2 separate regions of the Sus scrofa genome follow, and region 2 is linked to region 1. A link is a contact called in public targeted proximity ligation data. All regions are on one chromosome and are shown on one strand. The core of a region is the stretch at or near the end of the contact, and the rest is flanking DNA. Distances in the headings are between cores, read along the strand shown. Region 1 overlaps SPIDR (DNA repair-scaffolding protein). Region 2 overlaps SPIDR (DNA repair-scaffolding protein).

The links.
Region 2: a contact with region 1 is called in a targeted proximity ligation map of alveolar macrophages. A contact is called at or near these places in 1 of 47 Hi-C or Micro-C datasets (skeletal muscle) and 2 of 2 datasets of targeted methods (alveolar macrophages and skeletal muscle).

The regions. Positions count from the first base shown.
Region 1 is chr4:79,978,868-79,986,511 of Sscrofa11.1, reverse strand. The region is part of intron 10 of SPIDR (DNA repair-scaffolding protein); the gene reads left to right. Among named protein-coding and RNA genes, the nearest start is that of CEBPD, 110 kb to the right of the region's middle.
Region 2 is chr4:80,140,600-80,148,243 of Sscrofa11.1, reverse strand. All of the region lies in intron 5 of SPIDR (DNA repair-scaffolding protein), which reads left to right. Among named protein-coding and RNA genes, the nearest start is that of SPIDR, 46 kb to the left of the region's middle.

The DNA of each region.
Region 1 (7,644 bases), core at 2,627-5,126:
TGAGTAGAATTACCTGAGACAGGTATAGGTTAAATAACTTTAACCTTGTGGGCTCTGGAGAGGGGAATAAGAGTGAGTGAGGCATAGAGAGCACAACTCCAAGGAGGTAGGGGCAGCAGGTGCTGAGCCAAGTGGTGAGAGGGTGGGAGGAAGCTGATAATGATTCACAGTCTGTCCCTCCAGCTCCTATAGTCACACTTATTTTACTCGTTGAACAAAGAGAAGAAATTGAAAGGTGAGCTGTTGCCAGTGGTCGGCATATGATTGCTTTGGGTTTGTGCCTTGTAACGCACCCTGCGACATACCGAATGAGGCTGTGCTCAGGCAGATTGAAGGCAAGCCAGGCATCAACCTCAAAAACAAGAAAACAGCATTCAGTTATTCAGATGTAATAAATATGCATTGTGGGGGCAGGGAGAGGGGCTTCTTGTAGCACACATGAGATTGTAGACAGAGGCTGGAGGACACTAATCCCATTTCACAGATGAGGAAACTGGGCCTCAGAGAGGTTCTTACTTGCTGACAGTTACACAGGTGGACATAAGAAAAATATCATGAGATATAGAATCCCCCAATGACAGAATTATAGAGAATATTGGAGCCGAAAGACAGGGGAAAAAATTGAGTAAGAACCAGTCTGTGTTTAGATTACAGCTGACCCAGGGGTCATTTTTCACCCTGGAAAGCTAGCCTGGGGGAACTCAGTAGACTGTGCAGAAAAAGGAGCCTTGGGGACAGAGACTACAGTATTTGGCCTTGGGTTTGGGACAAGGCTTCTGAGATGTCTTTGGGATACAAAGAGATCTTATTATATAACTGATTATTAGTTTTTCCTCAGTTCATTTGCTATAATAATGACCAGCTTCTCCAGTTTACAAATCTAATTGACATAGAAGTAGCATTATACTTAGCTCTCTATTAATTCTTTGCTGGTGTGTATAAAACACCTCCTTGGAGAGTCACTCAGCAGCATGTGTCCTGGCGTGGACCTTTACACCTCCATGTGCAACACAACAGAGGAAACACCATCAGAAGATTCAGGCCTGTTACTTGGAACACTCTTTTCTACTTGAGATTTCTGCCTGTAACTTCCTGCAGCCATACATCATGTGGAGTCATCCTTGTCCAGAACATGAGTGTGGTGGGTGCAGGAGGAAGACTGGCCAGGGATCTCTTGCTGTCCCTGCTTTACTTACCTGTCTTAACCCAAGAACCTGTCTAACCATCCTTGAACTGAACACTGTGTATTTTCTATAAAGAGCTGGAAATTGCCACGTCAGAATAAATTAAGGCCTATGCAAAGATAAACAACCTTGTCTTATGAGACTCCCTTGTCTTCCTGCCCAAACCAGGTGGGGTGATTCCCAGTGAAACACTGTGATGAAAAATTATGTCTAACTTGACTCCTTGACCATATCGTCTCAGTCCGTTCCCAGCATTCCAGCAGTGTCACTTTTATGAGATCAGTAAAAGCTTCTCTTCTATGGTAGAAAACCCAATTTTTGTCAGCTTTGAAATGAAAGGAAATTTGAAACCTGCCAGTCCTGAAGAGGCTAGGATAGATTCTGTCAAAAGACTCATGTCCTCTGAGCTGTGAAACATCATCAGAAATATACTTTAGATTTCAGAAATGTAGTATGTAAGAGTCTCCTGTCCATTGTTTTTCTGGATGATTTCCTTTAACTTGGGTTATGAAAGAAACCACTTCTGCTCAGTTTCTCAAGGTGTTGTAGGTCACAGTAACCAACATGAACCCAAGTTTTATAAATCACTAAAATCAAAGGTAACAAAAAACCAGTCCAGAGGACACTCCCTAAACATTAAGCAAGTTAGTCTGTTCAAAGCCAAAATATACCTTTATCTAAATCCACTGCATGTTGGATGAATATTAGATAAGTGCATGACTAATAAGGCCATAGGCTTTTTTAGCCAAAATGGAGCACTAGTCTTGGAGACAGTTTATAGTGAAGGAAACTAAGGCAAAGACAGGTAATTGGATTCCCTAGTGACTCTCTCCCTGCCAACAGAGTAGAGTCTAGACAAAACGACTTTGTTCCCAGTCCCTGGTGATCGCCCGTGAACATTGCCTCTCTTCCTCCCTTCCTGAAACCTTTATGTCCTTTCTCCTTGAGGTATGTAACTTAGGGACAAATAATTTAATTTTATCCCTCAGGGACACACATTCTTTCTAGCCTATCATTGAAGAGATATTTCTTATGGGGGAGTTAGTCTTTTGTGAGGGCATTGAATTCATAGAACTTACCCAGTGGTCAAAAGCCTGCAGGGACAGAACCTTCCTATTTAACGGTTTTCTAATTATCTTGCATTTTAATTTTATGGAAATTCATTGAGCTGAACTCAGGGAAAAAAGCACATTTTCGTTTCTCTATGTCATGATGTTTTATTCTCTTTTCATCTTTTGACTCTTTCTTTAGGAAGTCTCTTATATCATATTTCTTCCTTTTTTCAATTAAAAAAAAAATCCGCTGTTGTCCTGGGTCAGGTTCTGGGTCTGCATAGTTGACTAAACCAGGCATCATCCTGTGCTCATGGAGCATAGTCTGCTGAGGGATTCCCAGACAAAACAATTTATGAGTTTAAGCTGTGATCAGTGCTCTGATAATAAAAAGTAGGGCACTATGAGACCACTGGAGAAGGGACAGAATTTAGTTTGGGGATTCAAGCATGAGTATTTTAAGAAAGTACTACTTAAGTGACACTTGAAAGATAAATGGATGTTAGGTGAAAATCAGATGAAAGAGAATTGCATCCACAAGAGGAAGTACCTTTGATAGTTCCTAGACAGGTGGGAGATGGCAGAGTGGCCGGGATGGAGAAGCCAGCAGAGAACCCAGATTTAGGGTGGCCACAACCTCACAGGCCACATACAGGAACTGCAGTGTTTGCCGTGGCCACCACCTAACCCCAAATAAGGTTTACCAGTCCAGCAGACAACTTTAGCTATGCTCATGGGGCAGGACCCCAGGGGAAGCAGAGACCCAGGAAGAGGGTCTTGCTGTTGTCCAGAGGCTCCTGAGCCCCATGTGACACCAAGGGAAATGGAGACAGTGTTTCTGATGGTATGTAGTGACTTGGTAAAGGGCTGGGTGAGGGGTAAGATAGAAGGAAGCATTAAGAGATCAACTATAATTACAAAATTTAAAAATAAATAAAACATTATTGAAGCACAAAAACAAAAAGTGATTCTCAGAGTTCCCATCATGGCTCAGCGGAAATTAATCAGACTAGGAGCCATAAGGATGCAGTTTCAATCCCTGGCCTTGCTCAGTGGGTTAAAGATCTGGTGTTGCCATGATCTATGGTGTAGGTCACAGACGCGGCTCAGATCCTGCATTGCTGTGGCTGTGGTGTAGGCCAGCAGCTGCAGCGCCGATTCAACCCCTGGCCTGGGAACCTCCATAGGCCACAGGTGCGGACCTAAAAAGCAAAAACAAAAAAAACAAAAAAATCCAAAAAACAAAAAGTGATTTTCAGTTTGATTGCTTGGTTGAATGATTGCTGTTTACTGATGAGAAAAACTGGTTTGGAGGGGAAACTGATAATTCAGTTTGGGGCATATTTAGTTTGAGATTCCTGAGATCTAAGAAAAGATGTCACATGAGAAATGTCTTTATGTACAAATCTCACATTCAGAGAAGGATTTTAAGTTGGAGATAAATATTTGGGGGTTTTCAGCCTATAGCTGGCAGTATGTATATTTGTATGTGGATTTGTCTTGAGGGCTAGTTTGAATAGGTTGCATTTGTCCATGGTGCTAAGTTCCAAAGGCACTGGAGGGCGTGTACTGTGAGAGGCAGATAACAGCTTCCTCGCTACAGGCAGTACCTGCTGCCCCACCCTGTGCCCCCTTCAGAGCTGCCATGTCACAGCCAGGGCAATGGGTGAGGTCACATTAGGGAAATGTCACATCACCATGTCAGGTCATCTAGCACTGGAGAATGGGAGGAAGAGGGACTACAGAGGGAACTGGAGAGGAAGGGCATGACGCACAAGGAAAGCCAGGTCATTGTGGCAGGCACTTACAGTGGCGGGACCTCCATGTGTGAAAGAGGGTGGCTAACACAGTGCCACAGGGATGCCTCATAAGCTGAAGGCTGAAACAAGTTCCTCGGTAGCTTTGTGCACCGGAGTTGCTGGGGGTAGGGGGTGTGTAGAAGCATGACTGGGAGCAGGGCGTGTAGGCAGGTTTCGAGAGCAAGGTTTTGTCTGTACAGAGGGTATTGGGGATGCCCAGCACTCACAGCACAGCATAACCACAGTCCAGGCATTCTAGTTCTCGCTCTTAATAGAGGTACCAGTTTTCTTTCTTTTTCCTTTCCCTTCTTTTTAACTGATGTATAGTTGATTTACAATATTGTGTTAGTTTCAGATGTACAGCAAAGTGATTTGGTTATATATACATATATATTCATTTTCATGTTTTTTCCATTATGGCTTATTATAAGACATTGTATATAGTTCCCTGTGCTGTACAGTAGGTCCTCGTTTTTTTATCTTTTATATAAAATGGTATGTATCTGTTAATCCCAAACTCTATTTATCCCTCCCCCCCTTTCCCCTTTGTAACCATAAGTTTGTTTTCTATGCCTGTGATTCTGTTTCTGTTTTGTAAATAAGTTCATTTGTATAATTTTTTAGATTTATAGCCAGTGTTCATAGCAGTAGTATTTATAATACCTAAGACTTGGAAGCAACCTAAGTGTGTGTCAACAGATGAATGGGTAAAGAAGATGTAATATGTATGTGCAGTAGAATATTACTCAGCCATAAAATGTTGCCATTTGCAGCAACCTGGACAAACCTAGAGATGGTCATACTAAGTGAAGTCAGTCAGACAAAGACAAATACCATTTGTCTTTTGAAAGTTCATTGAGGTAGAGGCAGGCCATCAATGGAAATAACCAAAACTCTGGAATCAGACTAGTCTTGGTTCACACGCTGACTCCAGCTCTGCAACTTAGCGGGGAGACTTGGAGCAAATTATATTTCCTATTTGTGAAATTGGAATTATAATAATTCCCATAATACAGGTTCATGGGTGAAGATTAAATGAGATCATGTATGTAAAGCATTTACCATGACGCTTCCATATACTAATAGCACTCAGTAGAAGGTGGCTCACTTGTTCTTTAGAAGCAGGCATGGGGAGTTCCCAACATGACTCAGCAGTAAGGAACCTGACTAGTATCCATGAGGACACAAGTTTGATCCCTGGCCTTGCTCAGTGGGTTAAGGATCTGTTACTACCATGAGCTGTAGTGTAGGTCACAGACGTGGCTTGGATCTGGTGTTGCTATGGCTGTGGTGCAGGCTGGAAGCTACAACTCCAATTCCACCCCTAGCCTGGGAACTTCCATATGCTGTAGGTGTAGCCATATATATATATAAAAAAAAAAAAAAAAAAAAAGCAAGCAAGCATGAATTTGCAAAAATTGTAAAATACTAACAAACAACTTTGTAAAGTAATAGAAACCTAAACGCAAAGAAAAGACATCAAGTTATGAATCAACATTTGTGTTGGTTTGGCATCTGTTTTCTGGCTGTAGGGGAAGCTTGACTGAAGTGGTTTTGCTTCCATGCTTTTTTCTTTTAAAGGCTGCCATGCGGCATGTGGAAGTTCCCAGGCTAGGGGTCGAATCGGAGCTGCAGCTTCTGGCCTACACCACAGCCAGAGCAACACAGGATCCAACCTGCATCTGTGACCTATACCACAGCTCACAGCAATGCCAGATCCTTAACCCACTGATCGAGGCCAGGGATTGTTACTGATGAGCCACAGTGGGAACTCCTTACTTCCATGCTTTTGACCACCCTTGTCCTTGCCTCTTCATCAGCAAGGAGTTGGTGCCTGTTTACTTTAGAAAATGAACATTTATGTATATTCATCTGTCAACAGTGAACGCTGCCTCTAAATGATGGAAGTATAGAAGTTTCCTCTGTAATAAATACATTTCAAACAACGGCCTTAGTGCTGCACCCAGTATTGGATGGTACTGGTAACTACAACGGTCTAGTTTTGCTTTATCTAGAGCAGTTGAAGACATCCCAGACTCTTGGTAGTGGAAATGCAGAATGAGGAGGTGACAGGTATTGAGTGAGAAAATCAGAGGCCTGTGTGTGTGTGCTTGGACATTAGAGAACAAATCTTGTCTCCAGCTGCTAGAGTTCTTTTGAAAAGAAGGTTGTCAGCTGTGTGCACACCAGCCACATCTGCAGATCTTATGAGTTTTCACTTTCTTTCTGTTACTTGGTGAAATGATTTGCTGGATTCATGTTCCGTTTTTGTATGTATGGACGTGGAATGACATGGCATTCTCCCTACAGAAAGAACACCAGTCCATACGTGTCAGTGGTGAGAGAGGCCCAAGGGAGGACAACAAGGCTTCCTCACAGAGGCACACAGGCCATCCCACCTGCTCTTCTTTTGTGTCTGCTGCACCCTACCTGTGTGGTGATTGCATTGACCTACTCAGCAGCACATTTTCATAAGGTTATTATCATAACTTGTGCTTTTTTTTCTGAAACATCTCCTCTCCATGTTGTAGAAAAGTTGCAATCACTCTTCTCCAGTGATTTCAGTATTTTATTGTGATGCAAAGATATAAGAGCAGAGCATCATTTTTTAACATATCCTCGTAAATGATGTCATAACCCATTCCTTAGGTTTTTCTTCCCTGTGTGCTCTTGGTAAATTTACATTATCTCTTAATCATTAGCTCTGTGGTTCATAAGTCTCTCTCTTTTTGTCTCTCTCTCTCTTATTTATTTATTTGTTTAGTTATTTATTTATTTATTTATTTTAAGGGCTGCACCTGCAGCATATGGAAGTTCCCAGGCCAGGGGTCAAATTGGCATTGAAGCTGCTGGCCTACACCACAGACACAGCAGTGCTAGATCTGAGCTGCCTCTGGCAATGCAAGATCCTTAACCCATTCCATTGAGCAAGGCCAGTGATCAAACCTACATCCTTATGGATACTAGTCAGGGTCTTAACCTGCTGAGCCACAATGAGAGCTCCCCTGAGTCTTAAATAAACCCTTTAGTTTCAGCTTCCCAGCTCTTAACTTTTGCTTATTTCTTCTTTAAAACAGCTCTTGGTGGTCCTTATGATATCCCAAGGTCATTTAGCCCTGTATTTTTCTCAGTACTGTCTCATTACTAGTAATCCTACTAATTGACACCCAGATATTTTGAATTCCTTGCCATTCTTCCTATTCACAGTCTGAAATACTGAAGGGTAAAATAGTATCAAGCCCATTGAATTATAGATCTAATCCTTGCTGTTCTTTAATACGTATACAAAGAAATGTAGAAATAAGAACTCAACTGAAAAGAAGCTGAAGGAATCTATCTTATTTCTACCTCTTTTTTAAAGAGCTTTATCAATATGTAATTCACATGTAAACATTTTCCTTTCCAAAATGTACAGGTCAACAGTTTTTATATTTACAAAACTGTGCAGTCATAACCATATGATAATATTAGAACATTTTTGTGACCTCAAAAAGAAACCCCATACCAATTGACTACTAACTCCTCTTTCTCCTAGCCACAGTAACCACTAATCTACTTTTTGTTTCTGTGGATTTGCCTGTTTTGGACATTTCCTATAAATGGCACCAT
Region 2 (7,644 bases), core at 3,549-6,048, 160 kb before region 1:
CACAGATGCAGCTCAGATCTGGTGTTGCTGTGGCTGTAGTGTAGGCGGGTGCGTACAGCTCCGATTCGACCTCTAACCTGGAAACCTCCATGTGCTGTGGGTACGGCCCTAAAAAAAGACAAAAAAATAATAAGTGTAAAAACGGAGAGTAAAATAGTGGTTATCTGGGGCTGTTGGGCTGAGGGGACAGGACGGATGCCATGTAAAGGCACAAACTTGCCATTAGTTGGCAAATATGTCCTGGAGAACTAATGTACAGTGTAGTGAATATAGACAACAGTATTGTATTATAGTCATCAAACTTGCTAGGAGACTAGATATCATTCTTATCACAAAAAACAAATGATAGGTGATGTGATAGAGATGAGACTGTTGCTACAATGGCAGTCATATTACAAAATGACTGGTTAACATGTGTACATCTTAAATTTATGTCAAATATGTTTCAATAAAATTCAAATAAATAAAAACCACATATACACAGAGACACACATACATACCAAGGTTGAGGATGTCCTTTTTTTTTTTTTTTTTTTTTTTTTTTTTGTCTTTTTGCTATTTCTTGGGCTGCTCCCACAGCATATGGAGGTTCCCAGGCTAGGGGTCTAATCGGAGCTGTAGCCGCCAGCCTACGCCAGAGCCACAGCAACGCGGGATCTGAGCCGCGTCTGCAACCTACACCACAGCTCACAGCAACGCTGGATCGTTAACCCACTGAGCAAGGGCAGGGACCGAACCCGCAACCTCATGGTTCCTAGTCGGATTCGTTAACCACTGTGCCACGACGGGAACTCCTGAGGATGTCCTTAACCCAAAAAAAACCTCAATTCTAGGATCCAGCATTGCCATGAGCTGTGGTGTTTTCACAAAAACTTGAACATGGAAGTTAATATTAATAGCAGCTTTGGTCATATCCTTTTCAAACTGGAATTTGCCCACGTGTCCTTCAGTAGGTAAATGGATGCACCCACATTGTGGAATACTCAGTAATGAAAAAAAACTATGGATCCATGCAACAATGTGTATGAATCTTAAATGCATTTTGCTAAGTGATACAAGTCAGAACCAAGTATGTTACATTTCTGTCAGGATGGAAAGCAGGTTGACAAGGTTGAGCTAAGGGATTGACTGCAAAGGAGAAATGTGAGTTTTCAAGGTGAAGGAGCTGTGCTTGGTGTTCTATGGCAGTGCACACACAATTCTGCATTTGCTACAACCTATAGAACTGTGAACCTTAAAGAGTAAATTTTGCTTTGTACACATTTAAATAAATCAGGTTGTCAGGGGAACCCAAAGTGGAATATAAACTGTGGTAAAAGATATAACCTCACTTAAGGGTTTGAGGAAGAGGGAACTAACCTAAGTAATTTTGGCTGAATACTATAAGGTTAAGAACAAACTGTATGTACACATTGTACTATATTTGATGTTTGTGTCTCACAGCTGCATGATGTAGCAATTTTGAGAATATTATATGTACTATTGTTGAGCACATAAGTAAATGCATCTCATATGCTGAGAGCTAGAGGAGAATGAAGTTACAAGTAAGCAATGGGAAATGCTAAATGAATTCCATGATGCCATATTGGAGTACAGCCTATCAGTCTGAACTTATGTACTTCATATATGTATACACACACACACACACACACACATATATTTAAGAAAGAAATGTAGAAATGTATGTGTTCTCGTGCATGCATTTTCCTATCTCTGTTAACTGAGAAGGCCTAGAAGCAGTAAGCAACAAGTCAGTCTAGCACCCCAAGCCCATGGTTTTCATTACCACACTCCAGTGAAAGGAATTAGGGCTCTTTAAAAGAATGGCTGAGTCTGTGGCAGGGCAGAGAAGATGTAAGGTGAGCCTGGAACATCTTTAGTTGTTAGAAAATAAGAAAATATTCAAAAAAAGGGTTTTGGGAGGAATGTCCAAAGGTCACATTTAGTCTTTGACCAAAAGCTGGAACAGTTGGAGCTGATGATAATATTGAGTAATAACACAAAGAATAAAATAAGTGAACCAGTGGCTCCATACTGATATAGATACGTGATTGAATAAATAATTAGTAGAGAAAGAATGACTTAGAGAAGAATTTCAATAAATGTAGAGGGAATGAGGGAAATAGGAAATCATCTAGACCAGAAGAATAATAAGATCCACCTTTGAATGTTAAAATCAGTAGGTAAAACTTAATGAGAAACAGGATATATTTGTATGACTTTAAAATATACCCCCTTTATTGATGATACAGGTGAAAATAGTAACTGTGCATATTGAACCCTAGACATCACTCCCTTAACCAGTTATCAGTGTTACTAATAAGACATTGATGTTATGTACTCTTTGATGTGATGAACTGAGGGCACACCACCATGAAGTCCTGACCTCTATCTAATCATGAGAAAATATTACACAAGTCCACATTGAGAGACATTCTACAAAGTACCTCAACAGTACTTCTCAAAGGTGCCAACTTTGAAAGATGAGGAAAGAGGAACCATCACAGATGGGAAGAGAATCGGGAGATTATGACAGTTAAATGCCATGTGAGATCCTGGATTGGGTCCTAAAACAGAAAAATTGGAGGGATTTGACTAAAGCTTTTAGTTTAATAGTATTTGTTTCTATGTTAGTTTTTGTTTTCCCAGTTGTACCATGGTTATGTAAAAGGTTAACATTAGGGAAAGCTGAGGGAAGACCCCTTAGAAACTACATATTATTTTTGTAGCTCTTCTATATGTCTAAAATTGTATCAAAATGGAAAGTTAAAAAAATACTCCTGACATTTACAACTCTTCTTTTAATTGAAGTTGCCATTATCTTTATATTCATGTATGTTTTGTAAGCACTGCCTTCATAGATAGGTATATAGTCATAGACACACATACCCTCAAAGGTCATCTCTGTCATTTTGTGTAGGTGGGATAGTTTCTCAAGGATTATCAGGTGATCTTTACATAGAATTTTCATAATTTTTATGCCAAGGTGTAAATTGTTGAAGTGCTTTATGTAATACTGTGGAACACCATAAGAAAGTATATATCCTTCTAGAAAATGATGTATAATATAAATGATATTTTACATAACATTAATAAAATGAACAGACTTTTTATTTGTTGGTTAAGTGTCTTAGAAATACACAATAGAGATGACTTTAATTATAGCAAAATTGTAAGCCTAGACCTATTTGTAGACTCAGTTTTGGTCCATATATCCTTAGTTATCAGTTGGTGTTAAGAACGACATCACTTTACTTACCTCTTACTCGTTCTAACTAGATTAGTTTTAACATTCATGTGAGCAAATCGTAATTGAATGAAAAAAGCTTTTATTTGAAGGTAAACCATATATATTTAAATTCTTTTCCTTTGACCTCCTTGTTAATATTACTTAAAACTTATCTTAAACATAACTTGAAATAATTATGAACAGATGACTATACTTTTGAAGGGGTAAGTTTTAAAGTATAATTTTAAAAGAATCCTTAACATTTTACTGTGTTGAGAACAATCCTTTGACTATGTGGTTCGGTCTTTTTCTGGAGTCTAGGCACAACAGTGTCAGTATCAGAGTTAGAGGCTTTATATGCCTGTTTGCTTTGACCTAGACATTGAATATGTGCTGATATGAGAAATCTGAAAAAGAATTAAGGCTAAGTAAAGAATTAAGACTAAAACTTAAAGGGTTTAAGGGTGAGTAAACAAACATCTGTCGTTTCGTTGTCAATTTCTGCCGGTGTAGACTGCAGAATATTTGTTGTTTGAATCTTGTTCACTCTGAGCACTCTAGGACTTGTGTGGGTTTCCCCCAGAGTAGGAAGGATTGTAAATGCAGTAGTTCATGAGGATGAGCTACCCTAGTGTTATACCAAGGATGGCATTTCTGGAGTGGGAGAAGAGGATGGCAAAAACTAAGAGAAAAGACTAGTGTCTTTTTTTTCTCGAAGAAAGTAAATAGACTCTGCTAAATTGTGTTTTCCTTGCCTTCTCATTTGCATCTTAGCTTTGTGGATAAGTTAACGTAACCTGTATGAGAATGACATAACTTTACTACCTCTTGCCTGTTCTAACTGCATTGCGTGAGAGGACTAATCTATGGCCCACATTTTTCTCCAGGGCTCTCTGCGGAAGTGAGTCAATACATTGTTTCTGGCTTTACTTGCTGTCCCTCCCTACCATGCCAGTGCAGGGCACATTGGAATTTTCCAGGTATATCCTTAGAGGAGGAGGTACAGGGGAGGGCCAGAGCAGGGAATCACAGTGCTGGGGACCGGGGAAGGGGGATTTTCTTGATTGTTCCAGGAAGTATTGAAAGTGAACCAGATGGAGTAGGAGTAAAAAAATTACCTGATTTAAAAATATACCAAACAGTGAAAAGTCCTTATATAAAGTATCTTTTATCATCATATTTAAAAAACTTATTTAAAATGAAAGCTGAGATTCTTTTTAGCATGAATTTCAACACCTTTTCTTGTGCTTGTGCCAAGAACACAGTGTTCTGTTAAGTCATTCAGTGACGAAGATTTCTGGCTTGCTGCCACCCAGGGTCAAGTTCATTCAGATGAGTTTCAGTGTAGGTTCTGAACTGAGTGAGAAACACTCCTCTTGTCTTGTCATGTTAGGTGGGTCTGGAGAATTAATTGTTTTAAATAAGATTATTAATACTTTTGTCTTTCAAGAATATAGTTTTTATGGCTTCATATACAAACATTGCTTTTGATGTCACCTTGCCTGCTTGTTGACTCTCCACGCCTGAATTGGTAAAATTTCACTGCTCTCTGAACCATGCCAGAGGAGAATCTAGTAGGCACTACATGCACTCTGGTGTTATGTGCTGTATTGCTTTATACCACTGAAGAAAACACACAGTAGTCAGAAAGTGCTTCTCTCAGTCACATATGCAAATTAAAGCTAGAAAAGATCAATTAGAAGTAAGAAAAAGACTGTCAAGATATATCCATCTTTAAGGCTTTTATTCATCCTTTCATGCGTTGGAATGAATGGTTCTTTCTTAGGGTCTTGGTTTTTTCCTCACTTACCATCTTTGTTTTCCAGTTACAGAAATGTATTGCCTCTGTTGTATTAAAAATGCAGTAAGTAAAAAAAAAAAAAAAATGCAGTAAGTATGCATAAAGCTAAAGGTTGGATCAGTTTTGCCTGAAAATTATACATGTGTAAATAAATTTTTCTAAAAATACTAAATTTGCATATATGTAAATGAGCAACCATATCTTATAGCTCACTAGTTATAAGGTAAGATATGTTTTTCCCTATTCATTGCAGAAGATAACATTTTTCCCTATTCATTGCAGTGTTTAAGCTGATTAAGTTTGTGTTGATACTGATAAAAGTTTTAAAGAAGGCTTGTATTGGTGTCTGTATTAATATGTGATTTTTTTTGGCTAAAGTCCAGTAATATTTCTTTTTTTGTGATCAATCACTGTCTTATTCATTAATGCCTTTCTGGAATTTGATGCCTTGTCCTCAGCTGCTCACCAAGTACTAACAGCCTGGTCAGTTAATGGGTAACGGTCATGTTACAGGTCAGACTTGTGATGATGGGTATTTAGGTCTGGGAATCTATTTCATATCATAAAAAATAATCAAATGAAGCAAATAAGTCACAAAAGTGCTTTTATAGACTTAATATTAAGGATTTAAAACCAAACATGTTATCAAAAGCTATAATATAAACATTTCTTTGGGGTATTTTTCTGCATGGGTTATTTTGGCTGGGCTTTCAATAAAGCTTGAACAGAAGAAATTTTTTTCCCATCAAATCTTGGCAAAAATACTAATTTATCACTTTACCAAGGACCTTTGAATGATATTAAGGTTTTTTTTTTTTTTTTTTTTTTTGAGGTTCCCAGGCTAGGATTCTCATCGGAGCTACAGCTGCCGGCCTACGCCACAGCAACGCTGGATCCAAGCCACATCTGTGACCTATACCACAGCTCACGGCAATGCCAGATCCTTAACCCACTGAGCAAGGCCAGGGATGGAACCCGCAACCTCATGGTTTCTAGTCGGATTCATTTCTGCTGTGCCTGGATGGGAACTCCAATATTAAGTATTTTTAAAGTAGATTGGATATATGTAAATTTCTCAGAATGCCTTATATTGTTAAATGTTGAAAGGAATATACTGCTTACTTCCCCTTCTGCTCAAGAGGCATGCTGTAGTGTTAGTTGAAAGTTAAGGTTTGGGAATTACACCACCATAGCATTCTTCCTGCTTCCATTGTGCCCTTTGTCGTAGCTCCCAATAGTCATTGCCTTATCTGCCTTTCTCCCCAACTAGAATGAAGTTTCTTAAGGGCCAGGGTCTTCGTGAATGAGGACATTTGCTTAAGTCAGACTTCTTTCCTTTCTCTTCTTTTTTCCTTCATTTCACTTTGATTATAGGTTACATTCTTTTCGTGGTATGATGGAGCAAGATAACATTTGTTTTTCTCACCATATGATTTCTGGTTCTTTTATTCAGCTGAATTTCTAAAGTGGAAAACACAAAGAGCCTCAGACTCATTTCTAAAAATATGTGCTTTTGTTTTGTTTTTCACTTATAAGAAAGAAATATGAAATACAGAATTTGGAGTTCTGAAAAAAAATTGGGGAAGAAAATAGGAAGAGATGAGAAAGAAAGGAAAGATTTCTTATGTGCTGAAATTATAAGGTTTTAAAGCTGCTTAAAGATCAGTAAATGATGTTAGAGAGCATTAAATGTAAACATGCTTACCTGTGATTCCATGGATTTATGAGTATTTGCTCACTAAAATGTATGTGGCTTACATGTATTTTATTCTGATGGTCTCTGTTCCTTACCCCAGTAAGAATTGCTGTCCTTATTTATCAGATTATATTAACAGGTAAACTGGGATTTGGGCAGACTTGTTTTTTTTAATTAAAAAAAATTTTTTTTGCTTTTTTAGGGCCACACCTACAGCATTTGGAAGTTCCCATGCTAGAGGTCAAATTGGAGCTATAGCTGCCATCCTACGCCACAGCCACAGCAATGTGGGGTTTGAGGTGTATCTGTGACCAACACCACAGCTCATGGCAGTGCTGGATCCCCAACCCACTGAGCGAGGCTAGGGATCAAACCTGCATCCTCATGGGTACTAGTCGGATTCATTTCCACTGTGCTACCATGGGAACTCCCTTTTTTTTTTTTTTTTTTTTTTAATTTTAAAGAAAGAAATACTGAGGAATTCCCGTCATGGCTCAGTGGTTAACAAATCTGACTAGGAACCATGAGGTTGCGGGTTCAATCCCTGCCCTTGCTCAGTGGGTTAACCATCTGGCGTTGCTGTGAGCTGTGGTGTAGGTCACAGACGCAACTCGGATCCTGCATTGCTGTGGCTGTGGCGTAGGCTGGCGTCTATAGCTCCCATTAGAACCCTAGCCTGGGAACATCCATATGCCACAGGTGCAGCCCTAGAAAAGGCAAAAAAAGACACACACACAAAAAAGAAAGAAATATTGAGAGATTATTGTATTTTTTCCACAGGTAAGTATGTAAAAAGTGATAGATTTGCAGTGTACGTTCACTGCACAGTTTGGCCTGTTTTTCTGTGGTGGGAGGAGACAGGACCTCACACAGACTTTCTTACTTTAAGATTTAAGGGAGTTCCTGTTTTGGCTCAGC